4 separate regions of the Sus scrofa genome follow, and regions 1, 2 and 3 are each linked to region 4. The links are chromatin contacts, called in public Hi-C and HiChIP or PLAC-seq maps. All regions are on one chromosome and are shown on one strand. The core of a region is the stretch at or near the end of the contact, and the rest is flanking DNA. Distances in the headings are between cores, read along the strand shown. Region 1 overlaps C9H1orf21. Region 2 overlaps C9H1orf21. Region 3 overlaps C9H1orf21. Region 4 overlaps EDEM3 (ER degradation-enhancing alpha-mannosidase-like protein 3).

Region 1 (7,745 bases), core at 3,109-5,608, 200 kb after region 4:
ATTTTCCTCACTGTTTGGAATGTGTTATCAGAAACACAATTAAACTGTGACACCAATTTATGATCTCGAGCTACTCAACTGGAAATATTTCACAGCTAAACGCTCAGGAAGGCCTGGTGGGTGAATGTACGGGGATGGACCAAGCCATTCATTGCTACCTCCCACTGTGCCCCAAATCTCCCCTCTAAGATCTGGGGCAAAGACTCAGGGCTCCCCTGCCGCAACAACTTCCCACAGGCCTTTCAAGGCAGTAACTACTGCCCTGGTTTTGTACTGCTTACTTCAGCAGAGGTGAAGAATCTACATGTGACATACGATGCATACAGAGAGACACCACCAGTGTGCAAAAATAAATAACTGTCCTGTTCTGACTCCCACGTGGGACGAACATCACACCATCCTGCTCTGTCTTGGCTGGTTCCATGAGCTTCTATGATGACAGCATCTCAATACATATGCAAGGCCAGGTACCGGCATTAGTATTCTAAGGTCTCTAATGATCTAACTTAAGGCGGGCTGACCATTTAAACACTTTAAGGAATGAGCGTCACATCTTTTGGACTCCTAATCCAGTGCTTTCTAAATGCTCACTCAGCCGATTTCCAGGTAACAAGTATGTTTCCTACACCGTCTGCGTGGCCTTTTTGGTGTTCTGGGAAAAAAAAATTACACTGTAGGATTTCCGAATATTTAAGATATTTGCCCCATCTGAGATTTTCTGAAGTTATTTCCCCGGTCTCCCTTTGACGTACCTGATGCATAACGTACCTCTGAGCCTTTGTACTGTCTCTCAGCCTAAAGCTCCTGCCCCACCTCTGTACCTTTGTCCGTTTTTTCACCTTGTAAGACTCAGCTGATGCCTTAATCGACCTCTTTAAGAGCCTTCTCCTACTCCTAAGATAAGAGGCCCTTCTGCATTGTCATCATTCAATACTGACTTTTGTTGTTGTTGTTGACATGCCCATTATCTGGTGCACCATTATCAGTTCTGAAAGGCAGGGACCAGGTTTAATCCTTCCTCCTAGCGTCAGGGGCCAGCACAACACCTAAGCTGGTGAGAGAGGAAGTGCTTCGTAGACTGCCTGAACTGCTAGGTTTTAAATGAATCCAACAGGCACCACTGATGAGACTCCATTTCTTCGCCTGGACAAACGAGCCTATCAGTAGAATCCCTGTTGCCTTGGGGCCACTCCCAGAGCTACCTCTCTCCTCTGGGATAGATTTCACATTACCCTAAAGGCACAAATGAAGGCTTTCAGAAAATGGAAACATGAAATTATATTTATCAAAATAGAGAGCTGTACTGAATGATAAACATACATCATAAAAGATTTACATCATACAGAAAAGCACACAAAAAGAAATTAAGAATCACTTGAAACTCCACAACAGAGAGCTTGCCTTTGTCAATGTTTTGGTGAACAGCCTTCCAAGCATTTCTTTTATGTATGTGCACAAAATTTTATACTTCTTATTTTATTTTGCCTTTTTGTTTTTTAGGGCTGCACCCATGGCATATGGAGGTTCCCAGGCTAGGGGTCTAATCAGAGGTGTAGCCACTGACCTACACCACAGCCACAGCAACGTGGGATCCGAGCTGTGTCTGTGACCTACACCACAGCTCACGGCAACGCCGGATCCTTAACTCATTGAGCGAGGCCAGGGATCGAACCCGCAATCTCATGGTTCCTAGTCAGATTGGTTTCCACTGCACCATGACAGGAACGCCAAATTTTATACTTTTTAAACAAAGAAAATTTATAAATAAAATAATTGTGTAAAACCCTTTACCAACATGCTGTAGATCTCTTTCCATCTCAATAGAGTACCTTAATCTTTAATGGCCATATCTGATATATGGCTCATCAATGAGAAAGACCCCTGAGTATCCTGTTCGCACGCTTTTCCAGTCATCTTAGGATAAATTCCTAGAAGTGGGGCTGCTGGGGCAAAGGTCGTGCCCACTTAAATTTTATGTAGTATATATTACCATTTGGTTCCCCCCCCCCAAATCATCCTGGTTTGACATACCCAGTTACAGCATGAGATAGATGCCCGTTCCAGTCAACTTGAGTTGTGAAAAATATTTTGTTTGTTACTTGAGTGTGGTTTATTTCATTACTAAAAAGTTGAAAATCTTTCTGTATGTTTACTGGCCTTTTGTATTTTTTTTCTTTTCAGCTACCTGGTCACAAACGTCTCCATTTTTCAACTGCAGTGTTAGTCCTTTCTTTACAGACTTTAAGTCTTTTTATAGTAGTTATTGTAACACTGTTTTTGTTGCAAATTTGTTCTCACTCACTTTGATATTTGGCATAGTTCATGGTGGTTTGTGTGTTGCCACGCAGATTTAAAATTTTTTATGCAGTCAACTTTTTCTTTTACGGCTTTGGGTTTAGTGGCATTATGAAGAAGACATTTTGCAACCTATGATTATGAAACACTAACCCGTATTTTTTACAGTACTTTTCTGGTTCCGTATTTTCCAGTTCAATCTTCAGATTCATCTGACAAACTCTATTATGAAGTGATGAGCTGGGATATTCAATTTTTAATGTTATATTTATGAATATAAGAAGTTTATAAAGTTCCATAAAATGATTCATATTTAATTTAATTCTGATTTTTTAATTTTTGTTTTTTAGGGCTGTATCTGCGGCATATGGAAGTTCCCAGCCTAGGGGTTCGGGCCTGCACCAGAGCCACAGCCATAACAATGCCAGATCCTTAACCCGTTGAGTGAGGCCAGGGATTGACCCTGCATTCTCATGGATACTAGTCACCTTCTTAACCTGCTGAGCCACAATGGGAATTCCTAATTCATATTTTAAAGAAGAATATAGAATTGAATATAAATAAAGAAAAAAATCATGAATTGAACTAGTATCTCATTTGTGCATCTTTTTATTTCAGTTGTATTTATCCTATTTTGTATTTATTGTATTTATCCTATTATAATCTGTCTGTTGCCTGAGCTTCTCCTTAGTGCTTCACAAAGAAATGTCCTTCCTTCTATAAATATCCTCCCTGTACCGGAGAAACCCAAGAGGAGGAAAAGGCTGGACCACACCACATACACAAACACAACACACACACACACAGACTTATGTTTGATAAATAAAAATATATGCGCTAACTTCTATGGCGGGATTATTTATTATACCACACTTTAAGAGAAATAAGGTATAATACCATATTCACCACTCTTAAGCCATACATATACTTTACTTTTTTGATTTAAAGACGCACACACACACACACACACACTCACAAAAGAAAAAGTCGCAGCAATGCAAATATTCTAAACTACAAAATAAAAGAGCTACGTATTATGTGGACAATCAATAAACTTAAAGTTTGGAGAATGACACACCTGCGGTAAACAGGGTGTGCTTTTCCCCCAGCAGAGTCAAGGGAAACTGAGGCTGCTCAGACAATGAGGACACTAAATGGGCTTCACCCAGGGCACATCATGTGGCAAGTCCCAGTCTAAGGCCTTTCCATACATTGAGACACTTAAGTCCTCTCAAGGCAGGTAAGTGCTAGTATTCCCCACACTATGCAGATGGGGAAACTGAGGCAAGGAGAGCCTCAGTCATTTGCCAAGACTACATGTCAGTGAGTAGCTGAGCCAGGCTTGGAAACCAATTAGCCAGACTTCAGGCCTGTGCATTTACCAGGAGGATGCATTACCAAGACAGTGAAAATGGTCCTAATTACCACAGCAGAGTCTCCGGACATCCTGATATAAAAGCTGAGGTTCAAGTGGCCAGTTAACAATTATTTCACAAAGACTCTTGAGCAAAAGTGGGCTCAGATTTAATGACAGGCAGATCCCTTTCTCCTGAGAGGGGACTCACCCTTTGCCGTGAGTCTGCATTCTCAGTTCTAACCACAGTCCCACATCTTTAGTTAAGTGAACTCCTACCTTCAGCTTCCTTTCGTACCAAGTGGGGATTACAGCAATAATGGCTTGTGAAAAGGCCTTATAAACTGTAAAGTGTGACTCACATAGCTGTGCTTTCGATGCCGAGCAACAATTCAGGGACAAAGGAAACAGGCACAGTTAAAAGGCTCCAGGTGCAAAAGGAAGGTGCTGTGCAGCTCTGCAGAGACAGCTGGGGCCTAAAAGAGATCCAAACCCTGGACAGGTAAGGTCAGGTGTGCACTGCCAGGTGGCCGTTGCTAGCTAAGTGCTACCAGGCAGGTGCTGATGGCAAAACAAGTCCCTTTTGGCCACATCAGCCAGGATTCCAGGAAGAAGCCCTGGTTTTGAATTTCTGAATTCTGTGACATCACTCAGGAGAAAATAACCCTGAGGAGAATGCCATGAGTACAGAAACCCTCCCGCCTTCTCTCTTGTTGGCTGAGTCACTTTTTCAGAACTTCCCTCGGTAGAGACCAAGCCTTGCCCACAGCTCCAGTCCTCTGTGCTTTTTGCTGGACGGTACCCAAAGGCTGGGAGGCGAGGCTCCCAGCAGCATCTCTGCTGCCTGCTCCAGGGCCAAGTTCAGTCTTTTTTTCTGCCTGAGGAAGGGCTCCAGGCAGCTACAGAGAAGACTGGGCACCTGGAAGGTCAAGGGAGCAATGGAGGGAAACCCTTGAGACCGACAACCCAAAGGACACCACCAAGGGCCCTGCCGGCACTTCCCGCCAATGGCATCTGAGAACTTGCACGCTCCCTCATCTTACAATCAGGCTGCGTTGGAGCAATAAGTGACAAAGGGTCCTACTCTCCCGCTTATCTCTGTCTCTAATATTAAAAGAACAGGCTCCTGATACCGTTGGCAAGGGAAGGAAAATAGCACTTGGATTTTCCTCTTTTTTTTTTTGAAACATACAAAGTATAGCGCATTTCGTGACTTTCTGGCACAGAAAATTTTTCCAAACAGAAATTCAGACTGATTCCCCCTTGGCTAGATTAAATGCGGCATCCCGTGGCTTTCCAGTGTGGTCTGTTTCGAGAAGGATGAGGGGCAAAAGTGAAGAGGATGGGTCAGCTGAGCCCTATTTACCAGGAATGCTTGACTGCTCCTCGCCCCTGACCTTGCCGTAGGTGGCCCCTGCTGCTGACGCTGCTAACGTCTGGTCCTCCACGCAGCGCTGAGCAGTGGATGCCACTGGCATCTCCATGATGTAGACGAGGCAACTCAAGGCTCCTTGTCAAAGACAATGTGGGAAGCGGGGAAGCGGGAACAGATTTGGCTGGTGGGAGGGCATGGCTATGACTCTCTTACATGCCCAGGGTCTGGGCCTGTTCTCTCTCTCCTGTCACAGTAAGAAGCACCTATCAGACTGGCAGGAACTATAAAAGCAGAAAATAAAACCAACATGTTTCTGAGACCTTCTCTGAGTCAGACCCTGGCCTAAGCACCTTCACTTTGGAAGTGTGATGCGGAAGTGTGAGCCAGGGTGGGCTGGCTTCTATGATTTCATGAGCCCCGTGGGCACTTAAAGCCACTGAGACCTTTCTGAGGCTCAGCTTGAGACATTGTGGAATCTTCACAGACTAAACCCAGGGCCAGGTTCCTCACTCTTCTTTTTTTTTTTTTGGTCTCTTTAGGGATGCACTTGCAGCATATGAAAATACCAGGGATAGGGGTCAAATCAGAGCTGCAGCCGTCAGCCACAGCCACAGCCACTTGGAATCCGAGCCATGTCTGTGACCTACACTCCAGCTCAGAGCAACACCGAATCATTAACCCCCAAGCAAGTCCAGGGATCGAACCCACATCTTCATGGATACTAGTCGGGTTCTTTACTGCTGGAGCCACCATGGGAACTCCAAAATATGTTATTAAAATGAATTTCACCAGTGCCTTTTCTACTTAATGTGGCTGCTGGGGATACTTAAAGTACTTACGTAACTCAGGCTCTGCTTCTCTTGGATGGTGGCTGAAGTCACTAAAAGGTAATGTTGGTGTTTACAGTTTCTTTCCCTTGCAAGTTTCAGTTTTGGAGTTTGTTTATTATTGAATCAAAGAGAAAAGGGTTAGGCTGAGGCAGTGGCCCTCCGCGTCTGCTTGGCTCTCGAGGTGAGAAGGTACCCTTGGGCGGGGGACAGGGGACAGCCAGAGAGGCAGAGATTGGGAGCCAGCCCACAGGACCAGAAAGAGCAACTCTAACCTGTTCACCTCTCCGTGGGAATTGGGAATTGTTAGCTGCCTTCTCCTGCAGCTTTCCTGCTGACCTGTGGAAGCGTCTATTGACTTCTGAAGCTGTTGCCCAAAAGTCAGAGAGGACATCATCCCTCTCCATATTTTTTTTTTCCTTCGGTGAGTTGGTGAAGGAGGACCTTAAGGGCAGAGGTGTTTGATGAGTGTATGACAGACTTGGATCACAGTTATAAGAGCTGAAAAAAATGTAAGTCAAGATGAGTGAGGGAGTTCCTGTTGTGGCTCAGCGGTAATGAACCCGACTAGTATCCAAGAGGACATGGGTTCGATCCCTGGTGTCGCTCACTGGGTTAAGGATCTGGCGTTGCCGTGAGCTGTGGTATAGGTCACAGATGGGGCTTGGATCCTGCATTGCTGTGGCTGTGGTGTAGGAAAAATACATATATAATTTAACACAATATATCCAAAATATTATCATTTCAACATGCAATCAATAGAAAACTAGTGAGCTATTTCATACTCTTTTTTTTCTTTTTCATACTAAGTCCTGAAAATCTCCTGTGTAATTCACATTTACAGCATACCTCAGTTAGGACTAGCCTTAGTTCACATGCTTAACAGTCACATGTGGCCAAGGACTGCTGTACTGGACAGCACAGGTTTAAACATTATTCCCTCTCTTACTGTCTCACAAACACAAACACCGATGAATTATTCTTTAATTAATCTTCATTTTCTACAACCAGAAATTGTTACAGGAAGAAACAGTGAATTATTACTTTGCTTCCAAATGCTTTGAATTTTTAAATAAAGCTTATGTATTTTCTCATCTAATCTTCACCATAACCCATGAAGTTGGTCCCGACAATATGTATATAGTTAGCATAAAACCATCTCTGTCTCTCTCTCTCACGCACACACATACACACACCTCTGCAATGTATTCTCAATTTATGAAGCTAAGGATCAGATCAACACTGAAGCCACAGGGTAATATAGAGCCCAAGTGAAGGAAAGCAGCCAAATTCTTGCTTTACTGCTATTCTTTCACGGTAAATCCTATACCACCACCTCAGAAGAACTTACTACGGTAATCTAAGTACTTCCACTTAAGGGAATATTTATAAATATCAGGCTCCTTTGGTTCTTAACCAAGGCTACCTCATCAAGTAGCTGGCATAGTCAGGGTCCAGCCTAGTTCCTACACAATCTCTCTGTCTCCAGCTCCTGGCATTCCGGAACCTGTGTCCTCTCAAGGACCTGTGTCCTCTCAAGATCACACAGTCCCCACCTTCGGTGGGGGGGACTGACCAGCTCATAAGAGACAGGACGCACATGAGCAAAAACTCCAAATATGTAAGGATGTAAAAACATTCTGGGATGACAGGAAAGAGGTACTTTCTGAAGGTATTAGAAAAGCTTCACTCCAAGTTTGGAAAAAGCGCAGGATTTAAAGAGATGAAGAAAGAAGGAGAAAGGGTCCACGCCAAGCAGAGACCATGATATACCTGACCAGGAGGACAGAGATGTGCAAAGAGGTCACAGATGAGCTGTCCCATCCGGCCGAAGAACAGGGAACGTGAGGGTCAGGGTATGAAACAAGGCTGCCGGGGTGAATAAGAGCTATCT
Region 2 (7,600 bases), core at 4,957-7,456, 220 kb after region 4:
TCTCTGCTACTCCCAAAAAGCACTGTGTGCTGTTTCTTCTGTTTTAAAAGTTGTGTTTGTATCAACAGATCTTACTTGAATGTAAAAGGCTGAAATCACACGAAAATCAAACACACTGCAGCAGGCAAACAAAAATAAAACATATTAAAAAAAACTTTTCAAAGGACGGCTGTATTTAGGCATGTTAACAAGCAGATTCGACATGATTCTAATTAGACACAGTCAATTCAAGTGATGACTCAGGAAGTCTTCACTTACTTATATTTTTTAAAAAGCACTCTCGTTCAGTGTAAGTTCTCTCCCAATCACAATTACGTGAAGATTTTGGGTTTGAAACATACACATGATGTATTTTATAGCAGTGATTTAATTTTAAAAATGAGGTTTTCAAGTTTTACAACTTCCTCAGAAATATATTTACATAATTTGCCTATTTTAAAGGAGACAGTTATGAAGTTATCTGAGAGGCAGAAGAGCTCCGATTCTCAAAATAAACCATGGATCACCAGGGAAAGTTCTGTGACTATGTCATCTGGATTCTGCACATAAACAACTGTCCAGTCATCCATTCATTTCATCAAGAGGTATTTACTGAACTCTACTAAGTGACAGACACACGTTTGGTAGATACTGGGTGTCTAGAGGGAAACAAGATACAGTCTCTCCCATCCCCACAGAATATGAACACTCAGAGAAAGATTATTAGAAAGACCAGTTTGACAACAACGGCCTAGAGCTACTGCTTGTTAAATAAAGGGTGACATGGGGCGTGCGCGAGGTAGGGGGGCACCCCATAGCCCTGATTCAGCCTTGAGATCAGAAATGTCAAGAAAGGTTGGGTTTGAGGCCTGGGCACAGCTGAATAAACCTCATTAAAACACCTCCGAGTGGCATCTTTTTAACAGCCTGATGTAACATCAAGTTTTCATTTCTATGGAACATTCGCTCACTTAACCTCAATCCAACTGAGACCTCAAATAGAGGGGACCTTCAGCAATGCGTCCCTAATGACCGCTACCAGCATCTGCTCAAAGAAGTTTCCCTTCAGATGCTACTACTCTTCGCCGAGACCGGAGCACGCCTTTTTAAGCTTCCGTTTTTCCATTCGTTTTGCAGGGCTCTTCTCTCCCAACTCCCACATCTTCTCTTCATTTATCTCCCTGAAACCACACCGCTTAGCGAGGTAAGGCCGAGGGTGCAAATGAGCATGCAGAGACCTCGGCACCCAGCAGATCCGAGGCTCGTTCTCACATATTATCATTAACAGCGTGCTATTTCTGAAGGCACACAGCACAGTGTGAGAATTAAACTGAACCAGCTCTTTGATGTCCCACAGAATCGTCTAATGCCAAGTCCCACTGAGGGTGATTTTTTTAAACCTAAATAATCTAGATGATAGGATCACCAGGCACCTCAAAAACAAGGGGTCCAATTATGAATCCATGGCTTTGTGCAGAAATCTCCCCAAGTGGTTGTGGGGCTACAGTAGCCTGTGCCGTGGAGTTAGAAGCCAGGCACTGACCTCATGGAGCACCATCTTTATAGGATGTTTTTCCTGCTTTTGATAAAATACATTAGTGAATATATATATATGTATGTATATGGCTGCACCCACGGCATATGGAGGTTCCCAGGCTAGGGGTCTCATCAGAGCTGCAGCCACCAGCCTACGCCAGAGCCACAGCAACGTGGGATCCCAGCTGCATCTGCCACCTATACCACATCTCACGGCAACGCCGGATCCTTAACCCACTGAGCAAGGCCAGGGATCAAACCCGCAATCTCATGGTTCCTAGTCGGATTTGTTAACCACTGCACCACGACGGGAACTCCAACATTAGTGAATTTATAAATCCTGTTCAAAAATTTTAAAAAGGACTAAAATAGTCTGTAGCCATGCACGTTTATCCCTCCTCTCCTGGTACTATTTTAGGTTTCCTTAGGGGAGTTATTATTCTAGAACACTTCACATTCTAACATGAGGACACTGTAAGTCCATGAGGTTTTTATGCATATTACATATGTGTGATTCATTTGCCCCTTTTAAGAAAACATGACGGCCTTTTTTTCTTTGCTTTTTTTTTTTAATGTGGATGATTTCTCTTTATTTTATTTTCAGCTATATTGAAGTATAATTGAAAAAAAACTGCAATATACCGAAAGTATTCAACAGAATGATTGAATATACTGTACAATGTGAAAGGATTCTCACCAAGTTAATGAACACATTTATCACTTTATATATTTACCTTTTTTTTTTTTTTTTTTTAAATGAGAACACAAGTTTTACTGTCTTATTAGCAACTTTCAATTATACAACAGGGGGTGAGCAACTGCAGTCTTCATGTCATACCTTAGATCTTATTCATCTTCTAACTGAAAGTCTCTACCCTTTCACCAGTCTGTGCCCCCAGACTCTGGCAACCACAATGCTACTCTCTTTCTGTGAGTCTGACTTCTTTCATTTCAAGAGTCTATGTATGATACCATGCCATATTTGTCTTTCTCTGTCTGGCTTAGTTCACTCAGCATAATTCCTTCCAAGTTCATGGATGTAGGTGTGAATGGCAAGATTTCCTTCAAAATTAGGCTGAATAACATTCCTGTGTGTGTGTGTGTTTCTCACATTTTCTTGGTCCACTGAAGGAAACTTGGGTTGCTTCCATACCTTGACTATTGTGAATATTGCTGCAGTGAACATGGGGGTACAGATAACTCTTCAAAATGGTAATTTCACTTCCTTTTAATATATATTCAGAAGTGGGATTACAGATAGCTTTTCTTCTTTACCTTAATTTTCTGAGTTGAAAGCATAATTGCATCACAAAACCTACTTCTACAAAATTGAGAAGGAAGGCTAGAGTTCCCACTTTGGCATAGTCAGTTAAGAATGTGACTGCAGGAGTCCCCATCATGACTCAGCAGAAACAAATCTGACTAGTATCCATGAGGACACAGGTTCGATCCCTGCCCTCACTCAGTGGGTTAAGGATCTGGCATTGCTGTAACCTGTGGTGTAGATTACAGATATGGCTTGGATCCAGCATTGCTGTGGCTGTGGCATAGGCCAGTGGCTACAGCTCTGATTTGACTCCTAGCCTGGTAACCTCCATATGTAGCAAGTGCAGCCCTAAAAAGATTAAAAGAAGGAAAAAAAAAAAAAGAATCTGACTGCAGCTTCTCAGCTTGTTGTAGAGGCATAGGTTCAATCCCCAGATCAGGTACAGGGAATCCAGCATTAAATGATCCAGCATTGCTGCAGCCACAGTGTAGGTCATAGCTGGGACACAGATTCAATCCCTGACCTGGAAACTTCCATGTGCTGCAAGTGTGGCTGTATAAAAATAAATAAGGAGTTCCCACTGTGGCTCAGTGGGTTAAGGACCAGATGCAGTTTCCATAAACATGCATGTTTGACCCCTGGCCTCACTCAATGTGTTAAGGATATGGTGTTACTGCAAGCTGCAGTGTAGCTTGCAGATGCATCTGGATCTGGTGTTACCATGCCTGTGGCATAGGCTGGTAGCTGCAGCTCCAATTCAACCCCTAGTCTGGGGACTCCAATAAGCCAAGGGGATGGCCATAAAAAGAAAAAAAAAAGTGAATAAAAAATTTTTAAATACACTAAAATTATATTGAGAAGGGGAAATATGCAAAATCTGTTTTAAGAAAAATCAGAGGTATTTGACCTTTTTGAAAAAAGTTATGCGAAATATTTCTATTTACATAATATTATGAATAATTTCCCTTTCCACCAATTAGTCATGGACTTTTTCATTTTGGATGGAAAAGCCAAAAATACTGTAGACAGTTCCCTTGTCAAGAAAGACACTTTTAAAAAAATGAATTAAAACTGATAAACTCCATAACGAAATCCTAAGCCAGAAAGAACATGAAGACACCACATGCAGCTCAGAGGACTGGAGAAAAATCAAATTCTAACTGCAATGGGTACACAGAGAGCTATGAAGTCAGCAGTTAAGAAAGGGATAATACACATTATTAATAGATCAGGAGCAAAGTGTCCCCTTTCCTCCTTTAATTAAAAAGGGAAAATCAAGACAAGGCAACATCTAAAAACTCCTTTCTTTTATTGAAGACAGAGCCAACATCTAAGCTTCACAAAGAAAAAAAATATATATATAAATAACTAATCAGTCTGTTTGCCCATCTGTTCTGCTTCGCTATAATGAGTGTTAATACAGCAGCCCACTGGGGGGAGAAGAAAGACAGCCGAAAAGTGATTTCTCATCTTGCCGCTTTGGTGTCCTTGGGCTCCTGTTAACACCATTTCACATTTCATTGTGCATGTTAAAGATAACACACAAAGAGATGTCACATGTGACATGAGGATACTCTGGAAAAGCCCAGGCTTCCTATCACCCAGCAACTGCTGGCAACTCAAGATCCTCATTCCTGGACCCACACTCACTTGGTGCCGTGACAACTGACAATATGCTATTAACAGCAAAGAAACAGGCATATTTGCTTCTGCTTTCTTGATGGGAAAAGTTTCACTTCCACAAACAATCACTGTACAGAGGTATCGCTCAGAAACATAACACTAAGTCCCATACAGGAAGATACAATTTCTGCTGGATTTCCGCAGTGAGGTGTGGCGATGGGGGGCAAGGAGAGCAGTGGAAAGAGCACCGGAGGGGCTGTGAGGATGCTGAGCTCCGGTCTCAGGGGTCACTCGCCTGCCTCAGTGCCAAAGCTGGGCTTCATCTCTCCGAGCCTCTCCCTTTGACTCTATGATCTACCTGAACATATGTTCAAGTGATGCTAAGGATGAAATTACCACTTATAACAAGGCCACTTCTGGGATTTCCCGTCATGGCGCAGCAGAAACGAATCTGACTAGTAAGCATGAAGATGTGGGTTCGATCCCTGGCCTCACTCAGTGGGTCAGGGATCCAGCGTTGCTGTGAGTTGTGGTGTAGGTCACAGACCCAGCTTGGATCCCACATTGCTGTGGCTGCGATGTGGGCTAGTGGCTACAGCTCTGATGTGACCCCTCACGTGGGAACTTCCATATGCTGTGGGTGTGGCCCTAAAAAGCAAAAAAAAAGGCCATTTCTCACCTAGACTCAATTTATTTATATACTTTGTTTCAACATTTACCGAATTAAGATATACCTGCAAATCTTTTTTCCAAAATATTTCAGGAAGCCCTATGAGGTCTAAAGATTATTACCTATTATGTTTTGGCCCAAGGGTGTTGATTTCAATCGTGTATCAAGTGAAAAAATGAACAAAGCTTAGCTCTCTTATGTCCTCTTCTCTATTCTGCCTTTAACAGACTAAAATAAATGTTTTTAATGTTTCTTACAGAGAGGGCTGAATTGAAAAAGTCTGTGGAATAACTGTTCTTCAGGATTTAAGAGTTTAGTGCCTTTACCCTGTAGCTGAAAACTCTCTTCCTTTATCACCTGTATGTGTTCACACAAGTTCATGCAAGGCTGACATTCTTTCTGGAAGGCAAGAGAGGAAAGTATCAGATCCTGATTAAAGCCGCCCACCCACACCAGGGTGAATCCATGCAGAAGAACTTCGCCCTTTCTAGAATTGCTCCTTCACGATCAAAGCCAGTGGCAGACATTCCTGGACTTTGAGTTCTCTTCTCCTCTTTCCACTCTCAAGACTCAGAATACCAAGGGCATATGAAGGAAGTTGCCAATCTTGTGTCAGTGGGGAACTTTCTGTACCAGGACACCCATGATTGGCATCTTCTGACAGCTGGCCTGCCAGTTCACCGTGTCACTTGTGACAGATCCACCTGATTTCCTTGGAATTATCAGTACCCTAATAGTAACAGCTGTTTTCCCTTTTTTTGGTTTTAAAAACCTAGGTAGATTATGAAATGCTTTGCCAAGTACTTATAAGTGCACGAGAATAGTCTTCTGTGCACACTCTGCTATGCCGGTGGCCTGGCATGACTTTCCAGGAGCATTGGGTGAAATCAGTTTGCCCAGTAGGCTCCCCTATGTGGCCCGGGAAAACAACGACAGAAGATAGATGGAAAGGAAAAAAGAAAAGTCAAGAAATGACTAGACTGTGTAAGTAGAATAAGGATGTATTACTAAAAAAAACGAACAAACAAAAGCGCAATTTGATTCTAATCTAAGCAGATAAGTTCACAATCCTTCCTCAATGGTCAGTGAAGGATATCCTGGCCATCTGTGTGTTGAAACGTATTGTGAAGCACAGACGGAATCCCCGCCCTTGAAGGGCTCGCATTCGGACGGGACTGACAGATCATAAATACACGAGTAGAATTCCAATGACACCCCGCCGGGAAAGGAAGTCTCAGAGATGTGCTTCAACGTCCTAGGATATTTCAAGCTAGTTCAATGAGTGCTTATCTCAGTTTTATTTTCTGCAACAAGACACGGAGAGACATCCAGCATCGTGTGCTACTCTTAGCAAACCCTTGGTTAGAGACGCTCACTTGGGGACAAGGACAGCAAGACGTGGCGCGTCCGTTTGGAGCTGTTGATCCTCTTTAACACCATCAACTACAACAGAACTGCAGCTGGATTAATCCCCTGGAAAGCTGAATGTTACCTGCCTGATGCTGAGGACAAGAGATGAAAGGCCATGGAGCTTTGTCTGACACACACCCTGGAAAAGCACAGGGGATGTTTTCATCACTGAATTACAAAGTCTCAACTCTTCCACAAGGAAAGAGTGTTTCACATTTCTGATTCAATTCAATCTCTAAACTTAATGTGGAAATGGCTTGCAGCTCAGTCTTAAACTAGTCACAACGGTAGAAAAAAAGAAGTAGGAACAACAGACATAAAAGACACGAATTACCTAAACTAACCATCAGGCACAAATGGGAGAATCGTTTAAAAACCAAAGAGCCTGCTGGTGGATTGTGGTGGTAACATGTGAGTATGCGTATGTTTCCTGCCCTCAGAATTATAAAAACTTGTAACAAAGTAATGTAGTAACACTAATAAGATCTGAAGGCTACAATCTTAAAAAGCATTTCTCTCTATATCTAAAAGCACATCCCTCTCTTTCCACAACAGACTCCTTCCCCCTTTAACCCCCTCCCTACTAAAATAAATAAACTCATCCATCAGAGGCTGCTGCAAGCTCCAGCCTAAGATCTCTCTCTCCCAGGGCTCTGCCTCAGGCCACAGGATCCCAGGTCTGAGGAGAAGTCAGCCGTGATCCAGTGACTGAGTAAACCCATCACTTTCCTGATGGGCAGAGGGTGGTTTACTGAAATGAGCATCCCTAAGGGAAAGCCTTGGCTATCTGAAATTCTGCCTGCTAGAACCTTCGAGTGCTATCCAGAACAGCTCAATTGCTGGCAGTGCCCTGAAAACACAGAGAAAGCAAAACATAAAACCTTTGTTGGTAAAGGACTTAGTCTCTTTTTTCTCTCATACACACACACACAATAAAAATTCTAGAGATACAAAGACTACATCCAGTGTTTTGTGATTTTTGTAAAGGAAAGGAGTTGCGTGGCTTTGGTCATTGTTATTTACTACACAGGGCCTTGCGCTCTCATTTACCAGATGGGATCAGACTGCATGAATTCTGAGCGGAGCAGATGAGACAATACAGGGAAAATGCTTAG
Region 3 (6,770 bases), core at 2,511-5,010, 150 kb after region 4:
GGGAATTCAGGGACTCCCCCAGAGAGATGCACCTACCTCCAGGTGGAGTCACTTTACAACAGCTTCAGCCCCCAGGGATCTGAGCAGCATGGTGTGAGGGCATCTCTGAATATAGCGAAGGAACAGAAGCACCTCTGAGGCCAAAACGTATACCCAACACAGAAGAAAAGGCTTACCATGGACCCCACCCGCTTTCCCAATCTGACAGGGTACAGCAGAGCTGGTCACTTCTTACTGGCAATAAGGACTGCAACAGAGTTTAATTTTGCATTTTTTTCTTATGTGAAAGAACCAATAGCTGCAAATATCATTTTAGAACATTTATTTTCAAAATTGTTTATGAAGCATTCATTCTTCCTTAGTATCCAGCCTGGCCAAGTCTTGGGTTTACAGGAAGTATTAAAAATCAAAGACCATGCCTCTTTTAGCATTGTGTTGAAAATTATGTTCATTCATTTATTCACTCATTCATCCTACCGATACTTACTTAGCACTTAGGACATGGTAGGCAGTTAAGTGAGGAATAGGGGAAACAGGCATTAACAACCAGAGGTGACCTAAAGCAAATATTACACGAGTAACTTTAAATGCAATTGTGATACGGGTTACCAAGGACCAGTGCAGGGTTCCAGGCTGCAGAGAAATCTGTAAGAAGCAAGGAAGGACCATGAGGGGCGAGGGACTGCTTTCCTGAGCCAAGGACCGTAGGGCTGAGACAAGGGTAGGTGGCTCTGGTCATGAGAAGAGAGAAAGCAGGCAGAGGCGGGAACTGCAGGATAGCAGGCTCTAGGTGGGAAGGCACCTGACCAGAGCGTGAGCTGGGAGGGGAGGGGAGAGAGGAGCCCCAAGAGGCAGCAGGGGAGGCATGCCCCCACCCCCCTGCAGATCAGAACCTGAGAGCAATGCAAAGCCACTGTAGGAAGGACTTTAAAAAGGGGAGCAACGTGATCAGATATGCAGCAAAAAAGCAAAAACCTTTAATACATAAGAGAGTGCTAAGAAGCACGGAGAACCTAGATGGGGTGAAAGTGGGCAGCCATCATGGCTGCATGACCCCCTCCTTTTATGGGTGAAGACACAGCCTCAAAAGTGAAGGCACGTGACCAAGAACACAGAGACAGATCCTGGCAGAACCTCCTTCTTATGATTCTTGGTCCAATGGGGGTTTTGCTTCTTTCGTTTTTTCTCTCTTGGCAACCTCCACCCTTTAACTGTGCATTTGGAGACATGGCTTTCCCTCTCTTGACTCACATCTACATAATCACAGAATTGACGTTGCTTTCCCACCACTTGAAACCTCATGATTCTGCTAATAACAGCAGCTGTCATTGATTAGAAACCTGCCACGTGCCAGGTAACCTGTTAGGTGCTTTCCATATTTAATCTTCACAACAATCCTATAAGGTAGGATGATTTTTTACTGTTTTAGAGTTGAAAAAATTTGAGGCTCAGAAATATTTTTTAAATTGCCCAAGGTCACACAGGTAATTAAGTGTGACCGGGTTCCACACCCGTTTTCCTCTGGCACGGAACCTCGCCACGATGTCATACGGACTCTAGACTTTATCATTATCAAATGCCCAGTTCCGGTCTTCTGAGAAAAATCAGAATGGGAAATAAAAGCTTTCCTGCTGCAAATTTGCAAAAACAAAACCAAAAACACCTATATGAAATTTTCTGAAATGTTAACTGAGTAAAAGCATAAATAAATCAAATATATATATATATATATATATATATATATATAGCCATAAGGAGTTATAAGAACCAAGAAACTTCAGAAGCAAGTTTTTATTTTTAATCTGCCACATTAATGGCACTACATTTAAAAAATGCTCCAGTAGCTTATATCAGGAGATACATATTGGCCATAACCACATGGCTGGAACAAGATGAAATAAGACCTTTCAAATAGTCTGATCTACAATCTTAACTGGAAGCATGGCAATGCTGCTTATTGAAAGGGTAGCACAGTGAAGAAAAAAACCAGCATCTCTGATAGACCTAATTCCAACCCCAAAACAGGTAGAAATGGAATTTAAAGTCAGCTTTCTTACAGTAAACACTCCAAAAATCAAAGAGCAACAAACAGAAAGAAAAAAAAAAATTCTGGCCTAATGAGAATGTAGCCCAGAAGAAAAATGAAAAACTAGAAAAATCTTAGAAGCAATTACCATTCCCCTGAAATAAACTTTGCATGCCAGGCGAGAAATTTTCAGGAAGCAGCTGTTAACTCATTCTCACAGAGAGAGAAATATCCTCACAAAGAAAAAGGAACAGCAGGACCCACTCATTCCACAACAGAAGCAATAAGATCATCACTGCATAGAGTAAATATTAAAATCAATGCTGCAGAAAATTGGGTTAGTCCATCAGAAATAAATACAAGAGACATATATGGAAGGTTGAAAAATAATTAGTTGAAAAAGAGAGAGAAGATGGCACAAAAGAGGGCACTACATTAGGTGACCATCCATTTCAAAAAATAAAAATAATCAAAATATGCAAAAGAATAAAATAGCCTGGGGATATCTTTCTTATTCTTAATTAAGTTAGCAAGACTTTTAAAATAAAACACTCGTTGCTGGAGAGGCTGTTAGTTCTGCCCCTTTATCTCAGTGTTGAAACTGGCAGTCTCCATTCACTGCTAGTGGAGGGCACTAGGCTATGTAGGTGAAAAGCAATACAACTCTTCCTAACCATCAAGCCAGTGATCCCACTCCTGGAAACTTGTAGGAGGAAATAAATCCACAGAAGAAAATGGCTACATTTGGGGAAATGCTTATAGCAACATCGGGTACTATGAAAAATAAGAAATAGACTTAATACCCAACAGCAGGATAAAAGCTAAGGAAAATCAATTTGAAGTACTTTTACACATCCATTAAAATTTAGCATGATGACTGTAAAGGAAAATAGAAAATGATATGACGCTAAGAAAAAACTGGAATGCAAAATTACACGCCGGCTATAATTCCCGCTCGGTAAAACCATGACTTGCACCTGAGCAAAGATGGAAGCATCTGACAAGAATTCACAAAATTAAAAAAAAAAAGTGGATGACCAGCCTTTGTATCTTTCTAAATCAAACTTTAAGATGCAACTGCTGTAACATGACATGAAATACAGGTTCTACACTATCCACTGTACTACCTTAGTCAAGAAGCTTAACTTCTTTGAAGTTAGCTTACTCACCTATGAAGTGAGAAAGCCATACTTCTATCCCTTAGCAGATTCAATTAAACTAAATTATGTGATAAAATACCTGCATAGCATTTACTAGGTACCTGGCACTGTTCCAAGCTCTTTACAAATATTACTTTGTTTAATCATCCAAACGACACGTTAAGATGGAGCAGGAAGAGGTTCGGTTATCTGCAGTGACGTCAGCAGGTTGACTAACTTTCCATAGCTTTCCCACGTCCGTGGGATCAAATCTAGCAGTAAAAGCAACTGCTGAGGTTTACTGAGGGTCAGCTGATTGGCATTCATTGTGCTACGTGCTTTCCCTGAGTTTATCTTCTGTAGCCCTTACAAATACCTTAGGTAGGTAGTGTGTGCTCAGGATATTCAGGCACAGAGAGGTTATGTAACCCGCCCGTGAGGGAAAGAGCCAAGCTTTGAACCTGGGTCTGTCAGAGTCCAGAGCCAGGTGCTTCATCACTACATGCCAGTTTGTCCTGTTTGGGCAGCATGGTGCACACAGTCCTTTAGACCCTGAACCTTGGCACACCTGCCTCACTCCAGATCCGCGAGAGGTTGGAACTGACACCAAGATCAGTTCCAACCCTTGGCCTCTGCTCCTACGGTTCCTCACCTGGTCTTCCTCCCAACTCGTATTTACTGCTCAAGGCTCCACTTCCCATACCTCCAGAGGCATAATTAATCGTTCCCCTATTTGCTGCTCTTTTAATCAGTAACCTGTAATTTGGGCTTACAAGTCCCCAGGTACTGTGTTGTTTCTACATTTCTTTACCAGCTTGTTTCTTACACATTGTGAGTTTCGCCAAGGCAAAGGCCATGTTTCACACAGTTTTGTACAGATTCTATTCCTGGCCCTCAGCACGATTCACAGAAGGTGATAAGGACTGCACAGCCTCCTGCTGAACAACACACACTTCCAGCACAGAGGATGTTCCCAAGCATCTCTTGCACCATCAAAGCATCATTTGCCATGTACAAAGGATGGAAAATCAAGAGCCCGTATTTCTTTGTACTCTTTTTCACAGAGCTTTGATGTGGGAGGGAGTTTAGCTAAATGAGAACATAAAAGGGACCCCTCCACCAAGAAGACTTTCCGGATATAGTGGTTTGGGTTAAGTGTGCATAGTACCATGTGTTTACTTGTTAGGCCTGTTAGCCTGCTCCCTGGCTTACCTTCTACCTCTAGACAATAAGCGCCCCGAGGGTAGGAATAAGGGCACTCCTCATAATCTCCAAAGCCGAGGAAACAAACTGGCATGTAACCAATTAAGGAGTATTCACTGAGTGACTGGTTAAACCAATGGGGCTGAGCCATTTTCTTTCCTTACATGGTTGGCAAGCTATTCCACCTTGTGGCATGCTCTACCATCCCAGGGCCGGACTTAAGGAACAAAACCCCTTTCATTTCATGGCATTCCTAGAATTTTGTGTAAAAGTTAAATGAACAACTAAAAAGGAGGAACTATTTGTCCATCTATGTCGACTTTCTGTACTCTCTCCGGTGACTGGGAAACCACTGTGAGCGCTAACCCCACAAAGGACTTATTTTTTTCTCTAAAAACAGAACAGAACCTTTTGAGAAAGTAAAACTGTTTCCCACTTACACTTTCTGTAAAACACACAGAGACACAAAAGATTCATTTCGTGGACATGTTCCCTCCTAATCCTAAGATCAGTGCTGAGGAACTTTTCTTAGAAAGCTTTCAGTTGAAGATGCCTTCAAAGAAAAAGAAGATGTGGGGTGTTACATGTTCCGAGCTACTTTAAAGTATGCGAGCTACTAGGGTTACTGAGATACGCGAACAGTTAGCTAATTAGCAAGCTCTTGAGACAAGAGAGCCGCTTTGAGATAGTTTTTCCTCATCATGAGTGATGACACATTCTGGTTAAACACCCATTTTCACTAGTATTATAAACTCATTTTATTTGTTCTTTCTTAAATTCCAATAACATGAGCTAATATGACCTTGAAAGTTTGACATTAAGACTAAAACGGAGATCTTCCACTATAAACACAATGATTCGCCATCAATCACCGTATCAAAAACCTTTTTAGGAGAAAGTAAAAATATAAGTCCAAAGAACTGAAATGGAAGTTAATTAGAAAATGCCATTAAATATTCTCTGGATGATGTTCAACAAAATAGTCAAACCTAAGTTGGTAAGCACTGAAGTGCCCGGAACTCTCTAGTAGCTGGTTTTGAGGGCATATGAAACAGATCAGAAAACAGAGATAAAAGGAAAACAGCTATCTTTCCTTAAATATTTATTATGTACTGCAGTATACGGGGTGTTTTTTTTTTAAAAATCACCTAGTACCCAAATCAACTTGGGAAAGGAGAAATCATTACTCCTACTTTATAGACGAGAGACCAAGGTTTGTGCAGTTTAAGTAAGGTCATCCTAAGCTTGGCTAGGTCGGTGCCAAAGCCTGTTTTTCTTAGGCTCATTACAGATGTTATCCTGTATCTGAGAAGTCTTATGAACAGTATAATAAGATACATTTAACCTTTTGGTACTTAGGTTTTGCTCAGGACATGTGCATGAGGTGTTTCTGAAGTCAGTGGGATTTCCCACAAGGCTTTTCACATAAAGTGGTCCCTCCCCACCGGTAATATGTGAACAGGTTGGTGGTTGTAGTCACTTGTAGTTCCCAAAGACGGCTGCTCAGTATCTCTCATTCCCTGCTCCTCTGCAATGTGGCCTCGGATCTATCAAAAGGGAGAGCCTTCTTATCCACTCCCTTGAATCTGTGAGGCTCTCTGACGGCTCTGACAAACAGAATTGGAAGAAGTGCCGCTGCCTCTAGGAAGCCAGCTGTCAGGTGAGAAGCGTGACTAACCTCAGGCCACCACGTTGTGAGAAGCCCAAGCCATGTGGAAAAGTCACATGCAGACACTTGGGGATGGGCCCAGCTGAGCTCACAGCCAACTCAATTCAGCATCGAAATGGCCCTGTGACGGAGCCGTCTTGAATCTTGAGCATTCAGCCCAGGGAGCCTTAGAATGACGGCAACCCCAGGCAACAACGAAATGTGAGACGTGACAGACCCTAAGCAGGAACTGTCCACCTAAACTCAGCTGATCCGCAGAACCTTAAGACAATAATAACTTGCCATTGGACAGCTCTATATGTTGCAATGCTTTGTCATGCAACAATGAAAGATAATAACTACAGTGGTTGTGTTGGCTTTCTTCTACGGTGAAGCAACGACTTCTTTTCAGCAACTGGGAGTAGATATGTTGGGGGCTATATTAAAATTTTATCACACATACCTGACATAGTGGCTAAACAAATGCTCTTGTTGAGGGTTATTCCTTTAAAGAACTGAAAGACTACAAAAATGTACCTATATAAAAATTCTTGAACTGGGTTCTCAGCAAAATGATGAGATGTATTTGGAGTCAGTTTATCATAAGGCTGTCAAACAATTCTCATTTTTGAAAGCAGTGATCCAATGTGATTTAGTCCCTGAACAGTTTCAGAATGCTGATAACCTGATTTATGTTTGTGTTACCTGCCAAAGTCCACCTGGGCTGGAGACTTAATGCATTAATGAGCCTAAA
Region 4 (7,154 bases), core at 2,303-4,802:
TTCCCTTTCTTCTTTGACAGATTTTCTCTGCTTATCTTTAAATCTCAGCTCAGGCGTCACTTTCTGAAGGAAATCTTCCAGTCTCCCCATAAAGCGTATCTCAGAGCTTTCTGTTTACTTGTGTGATTATTCATAGACATTGTTATCCCCAGCTGGACTGCAAGATCCAGGTGGGCAGGTCAGGTGTTTGGTTTTACCTCATTTTGCCCCAGCACCTTGCAGAGTGCCTGCCACAGTGGACACACGGGAGGTCTTTGCTGACTGCAGAGTCTGAGGCAGATGCAGCATGTGCATGTTGAAGCTATTTTAAGCACTTTCTTGTAGGAGCCCTAAATAAAATGCCTCTAGTGCTTTTATTATATATTCATTACAAGAGGCTTAACTTGCTCTCCAGCCTTCCAGTGGATTTTATGATTATATAATTCATAGACCTCCAGTAATGAAGTAGAAGTTTTATAAATAATCTCAATTCTTGTGTTCATGAAAATATCTAATCAACCACATTAATATCCATGAATCATTCAGCATTTTGTATTGTCTGCATTTTCATGGCTGAGTGTATTTCACTGTTCAAAAGAGTATTATCTTCAAATATAGCAATGGTATGTGCTGTTTAGAATTTATTCTATTGAATATGTCCTCACGTGCACACTTTCCTGAATTTAACTATTTAATAAATTTTAAACATATATTGCAAATTTAAATGCATTTTAATAATACTGTTTAAGGTATTTCTCGGCCTTTACCATTGCCCATTGAAGGCAGTCTTGTCAGTTGTTAGAGTCATTCCTTTCAGTTTGAAAGGACTTTTCAAGTGCCACATTTTGCACCTGACCTGCCCACCTGGATCTTGCAGTCCAGCTGGGGATAACAATGTCTATGAATATACCGAGAAATGGGATTGCTTTATTGTAAGGCAATATTTTACTCTTCAGTGTTCCTGTTCACCCTTCTGCATTAACATGATTTTCTTTAATCTTTATTGTTCTGCTTTATTCTCAAAACCAGTATGCTTTTGAACGTGTGATAGTACCTGTTTTGAGGGGAAAAGTAACATGAAGTTTGTTTCTTTCCTACTCAGATCCTGACATGGAAAATGAAGAACAACCATCCTCTGAAAATGACTTTCAGAATCAGAGTGCTGAACAGATGGCATCAGGTTCTCAAGAGGTTGATTTAGTTGATGAAGAGTCTCCTGAGGAAGGTTCTTCAAACTCTCACCCAGACTCATCATCTCCAGCAGATAGGGACAGTGCTGCAGGTGGTCCTCCTTCTGAACAGAATTCTCATCCCACAGAAAGCCCTGAGCCGACACGTCTGGATGGTGAATGTACAGATTTAGATAACCAACTTGAACAACAGTCAGACACTGAGGAGGATTCCAATCCTAATGTCAGCTGGGGCAAGAAGGTCCAGCCTATAGACTCCATATTAGCAGACTGGAATGAAGATATAGAAGCATTTGAAATGATGGAGAAGGATGAGCTCTGACTCCCTAAAGTCTACCTGGTGGTAGGTATTTCCAAAGAAAAGGTAAACTGTGGTTCATAGACACCCTGGTCCTAAGCAGGCTCTCTCATGGGAGGCTTTAAGTATGGTGATGAGCAACCACGTTCTGACTGGGAGAGGGAGTTATCATAGGAATCTGGAGCGTGTTAGGCTAGAACTGACCTTGTTTAAACTGTCCCATCACAAATGGAAACTCACAGCCCCCCCTCAGGTGACAGCATGCACCACCCTGCTGTACCTCAGGCCAGGAGGAGATTGCTGGAGTCTCTGGAGAGACAGGATTCAGTTAACTGTGAGGTGGGGAATATGAATTTGAGTCTCTTTCTAATGAAAGGAAGCTCGGCTTTCTTGCTTTGGGGGTTAGAGGCTCTTTGGGGAAAACACAGATGAGTATTGCGGGCATTCCGATGATGCTGCCTTCACAAAAACACTCAAAGTGACCTATGTGGTGATGAAGCAACTGCATTCACGGTGAAAACGGTCTTTGCTTATCATTTTCACTTGCTTCATTGTGTAACACGATCAAAATGACTTGATTTCTTTTCCCTTTTAACAATGTCCTTTTCATTTAAACCAAAGGTGAAGCCAGTATACTTTTCTCAGTGAGTTACTAATCCTTGGGACCAGGTAAAAAGGTCATATACTGTGTTGTGGAATTTGAGGACTTAATATTTTTGAAAAATGGAGCAAGGGTGAAACATAATGTTGCAATATGCACTTGCCATTGGGCCTTCCAAAGGGAAAGCTGTGACTACTCTGAAACGGAACTTAAGGTTATATCTTAGTAGGGTGAATTATAAATCTTTTCCAGTTCATTTCTTTGGAGGTGATTACCTCTTGCCATCAGCCTTACTCCATCCCATGTTTAGTACGCATTTTGAGCCACAAGGCCTGTGTTGCCAATATCTGAATACATTTTGTTCCATTTTTCTATCTTCGGGAGCCATGATAAAACTGTGGTAGTGATTTAAAAATTCTGGGGTAACTACTATTTTCCTCCTTTGAAACTATGATTTCTAAAGTTGCACCTAAGGAGTCTGTCACATTTTCTGTTGAATCATGGTTTTTTAAGTTTGCTTTTTTTAAAAAAACTAGTATTCCATCTGATATGGACTTGAAAATTAGTCTTTGGTAATCTGTGTAAAAAACTTACACAGTAGCAACTAACATACAGCCATATAGTTTAATGAGAGTCCGGCCCTCCAGCGTGTGTACGTGTGTTGTGTGTGTGTGTGTGTGTGTGTGGCAGTCTGGTGCTGGCCACATATAAGTTTTAAAAAGTTTGTTGTTGATATCTGTAGATAGCCCTGTAATTGAAATCATGGCTTTACTCATTTTATTTTCAAAGTTACCTGTATCATTTCTAAAGGAATATTTGAGAATTCCCCTTTTCTTTACCATGACATTATATAATAACCTTTTCTTAAAACAGTTTTTGAGGTACTGATGAACTTAAACTGTATATGGAGCTGTTAAAAGAACAGCAGTGCTGTATTGTAGTTATGTATATTCATGTACAGTCTTAGATCCCAGGTAAACAAACACATTCTGTCACAAGGGGATAAATAGCTACTTTCAAAAATTCCATCTAAACTTAATTGGGTCAGTGAGTAATCTAATAGAGAATTCACATTGGGGGGGTGGCGGGGGAAGAGTAGTAAACAAGACCTTTATTGGCCCTTAATTAAACCTGACACCAAAATGGCTATTTTTAGTCTCTCTGCATGTGAAATTTGGTGTAAGAAGATAGAACTATAATACATACAGTCTATGGAAGGATAGACTGCTTTGTTCATCTTCATTGCAAAGCCACCAAAATAGCTGAAGCTTAATTACTTGACTTGCCTTGATTCATAGGACTGGGGCTTGGAGAAAAGGAGCAGATGTTCCTTTAAAACTTGGATTACAGAGCCTTATGTACATTGATTTTGTATTTGTAGCACAGAGCCATTGTTGTCTAAATCTGACTTATCTAAGTTAACAAAACAACATAGTTTTGTGTCCAGCAGAGGTCTTGTGGCATCCTAGGAAAAGCCAGACTACTGCCACTCTCCCTTCCTTTGGCCGTTAGGGGGAGCTGTTGCCATTGAGGTCTAGAAGCAAATTGTTCACTCGTTTCGAAAATGAATCGTTTAAAAAAAAGAAGGAAGAAAGAAAAGAAGAAAAAAAACACCCAGAAGGAGTTATTCTTGATTTTTCCCTAGCTAAGAAAAGAAGGTAACATGTTCAGTTTCAGATTCCGACATTGTCCTTGACTCTCTCCATTCTTAATTGACATACTGCCACAAAGCTGTTTTTGAGTTCATTAAAAACTTTCAATACCATTAGGCTTTTTTTTTTTTTTAATGTTTTGTTTTTTAAATACCTTTTATAGCATTTTCTTTACTTCCTAAAGATTCAGGAGATTCTGTGTGACCCTGAATTTTAGAAACATCTGGTCTACCTCAGTTAAGTGTTGCCTGTACAGAGAGAGAGCTGAAGTGATCACCACAGCCATAAAACTGTTTGACTAAGAAGGATTTATGCAATGTTTACAAACCTGGAATCAAGTAAGGATTTTATCTGAAAGTTAAAATCAGATATTAGAGAAAGTATTTAATTCAGGTATTTTCAAGTTTTAAAACGTAACCTGTTTACCTAATAGAAATAGTTTTTTTCTGCTTTGGAAAGTCCATTGAAATGACATACCCTAATTTGCAGTGCTTTCTCCATAAAGTTTAGGTGTGAAAGAACTGTAATGTACCAGATACGTTTGGAATGAGAGCTTTTGTTGGGTAGGTTCTTTTTCTTTTTTAACTTTTAATAGGCTTCCAACAAGAATACCATTGTTGTTCAGAACAAAAATTTTTTTTACGTTATACTTTCCCTTTTTCCCCCACAGTATTAGGAATTAAAATGAAAAATTGTGCACTCTCTGATTTGACTTCTCTAATTACTCTGTCAAGATATTTTTTTCTAATTACCACCACAGCCCTTTTTATAGGAAAACCAGCATTTGTTCCCTCACCAAACCCCATGCCAAATTCATCATAAAGAAAGCTCAGCATAAGTAATTCAAATAGTGCTTATAATTGGGGGGGGGGCATTTAATAAATATTCCAACCGGTCGTTTTATGCACAAGGCTTCAGTCAGAACATAGAAAAAAAAAAACATTCTGTGAATGAAATATTGTATGTTCAGATTTTATAAAAGACATTTTTAAAAGCCCAATTTACAGCCGTATATTTTCTTATGATGTAATTTATGAAAAAGATGTCTGTACTAACAGGTGCTGTAACACTACTGTTGTTGGATTTTATTGTTTGGTGATAAATGTATACCATATTTCTAAGGGAAACTATGTACTGTGATGTAAAAGTCTGGGCAAAATGTATATAATCCTTGTATATAATTGTGTATTTGATTATAATTACTGATTGTAAAGATTTAATAAAATATGTAAATATTCTGGTCTAGTTTTAATTTTTAAAATCAGTCTGCATATCTTTATACTTTGATATCTTAAAAAATTTTTTTGCCACTCTGTCTTCCCTTTAATTTTCATTTTACTCCCGGAGAGTAAATCTGGGGACAGCTGCAAGTATAGAAACACATTGAACAGTTCCACGCCTGAACTAGTGCCAGGGACCCTCAGAGTAGAGTTAGAGGAGTTAGCATTTCAAAGTGTCAATATTGGTAACATGTTTTTATTTTTTATTTTTTTGCTTTTCTAGGGCTGCGCCTGGAGCATATGGAAGTTCCCAGGCAAGGGATCAAATTGGAGCTCCAGCTGCTGGCCTACACCACAGCCACAGCAACACAGGATCCAAGCTGTGTCTGCGACCTACACCACAGCTCATGGCAATGCCAGATCCTTAACCCACTGAGCAGGGCCAGGGATTGAACCTGCGACCTCATGGATACTAGTCTGGTTCATAACTGCTGCACCACAATGGGAACTCCTCGCTTACATTTTGAGTTTACTAATATTTAATAAAAGCAATTGTCCTTTGAACATTGTCATAAAAAGTTACACTAACCTATTATTTCCAGTGAGACCATTTCCTTTAGCAGCCACTTTAAGACAGTATGCTTTTCATCTGCACTGTTCCAGGGTTTCTGAGCACAGATATCTTGAAAGATGTAATAGGTATTATTTCTTGATAACTGCTTTCTTTAAAGATGAACAAACTGAGAGTTGAGCAAGCTCAAGCATTTTACTCAAAGTCCCACATCTGGTGCCTGGGCCACGGAAGGGGAGCCCTGGTTTATTTCTAGAGCCCGTGTCCCTTCCATGTGCCGCCCTCTCCCTTCCTTTCTCCTCCCACCTCCATTTCAGTTTCTGCTCACCCTTGGCTCAGCCCTCCCACCTGATCACTTTTTCCCCACCTGGGACTGAAGTTTAGAAGTGGCAGCATCCATTCTCAAGTTGTCTGGGCATTAACTCCAGTCTCAGCCTGTCTCCATGCCTTTAGAACAATGCACCACTATTTCAGGAAAGAGTTAAAGATCCAACAGTCTCTCTTACAAGATTTCAAAGAGGAGGTTGCTGTTCTAGGTAAAGCAAACTTGAAGTGGTCTATATACTGAGAGAAGTTTTACTCGCAGTTTAAGGGTGGAGACTGGTGAGTGTCAGCATCTGCCTCCTAGGAAGGCTTGTGCTTCTCACGGCTCACCCTAATAAGCCTGGAGGTCTGTCGTTTCCATACACCTCTTCAATGAGGTAATCAACGAGAGTCCACTGATGGAAGCTTGGGGTGCACTCTTCGGCTGTGAAAGAATGGACTCATCATCCCAGATGACAGTGGGAGAAATGTTTGAGAAGTCCTGTGGTGTCAGAGCACGCACAGTTTCGGTCTCAGCTGCCTATGAAGTGGTACTCTCTCAGCAACAGCAACAGCAGGTAACAATACAAAAAAATACTTTGGATGTAACAGGGACTTCTTGAAAAGGTCGAAAACCTCCCTCGCAAAGCCCTTAAATAGACTAGGCAAATACAGAGGAACTTAATAGCAAGGGACTGGCTGCTACTCTTGCACCACCAGCACGACCCCAGTGCTACAGTTTTAGGGCAGCTGGAAGCACATCCTACACAGGAGCCCCGCCCCCCAACTTTATCTTTGCCAAGTTTCTAGGAGAAGCCATTGACCTTAGGGTCAAGAGGCAAACCGACAAACACTGTGAGCCAGCTTATCTTAAATGCCCTTTCCCCAGTCTCCCAACCAGCCCCTTCCATTTATACAGTAGATGAAGTTCTAAGGGCAGCCCCAGACCGCTGCCATCTTTAGAAGGACTGATCTCTTCATTTAGCCACTCTCCTGTCTTACCTGAGGCCTTGAGCCAAGAGAATTCCAGCCCTAACTGTCTTACTGCATTCATATTTAATAAAAATACGTAAATTTTTGGCCACACCCATGGCATGCGGAAGAACCTGGGCCTAGGATCACACCCAAGCCATAGCAGTGACACCAAATCTTTAACTACTAGGCCACCAAGGAACTCCAAAATAAATGTTTTTAAAACCCTGAGATCTTAGTATCTAATCATGATTTTCAACTCAGTCTTGTCTATTCACATGGATAGTTTTTCAGGACCTCCAACCCACTGTTCCTTCTAGTTTTGCAGAATCCCTCACCCCTTCCCATGGTCTCACTTCCCTATTTAC

The links. A called contact is a pair of places that touch in the nucleus more often than the background predicts. HiChIP or PLAC-seq counts read pairs in DNA pulled down with a chosen protein or histone mark.
Region 1: an H3K27ac HiChIP or PLAC-seq map of skeletal muscle shows a contact between it and region 4, with 4 times the contacts expected there. The contact joins two enhancer-like sites. A contact is called at or near these places in 2 of 47 Hi-C or Micro-C datasets (embryonic fibroblasts and skeletal muscle) and 1 of 2 datasets of contacts at active chromatin or transcription factors (skeletal muscle).
Region 2: an H3K27ac HiChIP or PLAC-seq map of skeletal muscle shows a contact between it and region 4, with 3 times the contacts expected there. The contact joins two enhancer-like sites. A contact is called at or near these places in 1 of 47 Hi-C or Micro-C datasets (skeletal muscle) and 1 of 2 datasets of contacts at active chromatin or transcription factors (skeletal muscle).
Region 3: a Hi-C map of liver shows a contact between it and region 4, with 2.2 times the contacts expected there. The contact joins two enhancer-like sites. A contact is called at or near these places in 2 of 47 Hi-C or Micro-C datasets (liver and skeletal muscle) and 1 of 2 datasets of contacts at active chromatin or transcription factors (skeletal muscle).

What each region holds. Positions count from the first base shown.
Region 1 is chr9:125,706,889-125,714,633 of Sscrofa11.1, reverse strand. The region is part of intron 2 of C9H1orf21; the gene reads right to left. Among named protein-coding and RNA genes, the nearest start is that of C9H1orf21, 98 kb to the right of the region's middle. Within about 2 kb of position 4,358, at least 5 of the 83 cell types and tissues checked have an H3K27ac peak or open chromatin away from gene starts, as enhancers often do. A contact at or near this core is called in skeletal muscle, where this site is marked.
Region 2 is chr9:125,690,292-125,697,891 of Sscrofa11.1, reverse strand. All of the region lies in intron 1 of C9H1orf21, which reads right to left. Among named protein-coding and RNA genes, the nearest start is that of C9H1orf21, 81 kb to the right of the region's middle. Within about 2 kb of position 6,206, at least 9 of the 83 cell types and tissues checked have an H3K27ac peak or open chromatin away from gene starts, as enhancers often do. A contact at or near this core is called in skeletal muscle, where this site is marked.
Region 3 is chr9:125,755,006-125,761,775 of Sscrofa11.1, reverse strand. The region is part of intron 3 of C9H1orf21; the gene reads right to left. Among named protein-coding and RNA genes, the nearest start is that of C9H1orf21, 150 kb to the right of the region's middle. Within about 2 kb of position 3,760, at least 6 of the 83 cell types and tissues checked have an H3K27ac peak or open chromatin away from gene starts, as enhancers often do. A contact at or near this core is called in liver, where this site is marked.
Region 4 is chr9:125,906,664-125,913,817 of Sscrofa11.1, reverse strand. It overlaps EDEM3 (ER degradation-enhancing alpha-mannosidase-like protein 3), which reads left to right. Exons shown (of 20, transcript XM_021102628.1): 20 at 1,082-4,957. The coding sequence ends at 1,491. Among named protein-coding and RNA genes, the nearest start is that of EDEM3, 73 kb to the left of the region's middle. Within about 2 kb of position 3,552, at least 12 of the 83 cell types and tissues checked have an H3K27ac peak or open chromatin away from gene starts, as enhancers often do. A contact at or near this core is called in liver and skeletal muscle, where this site is marked.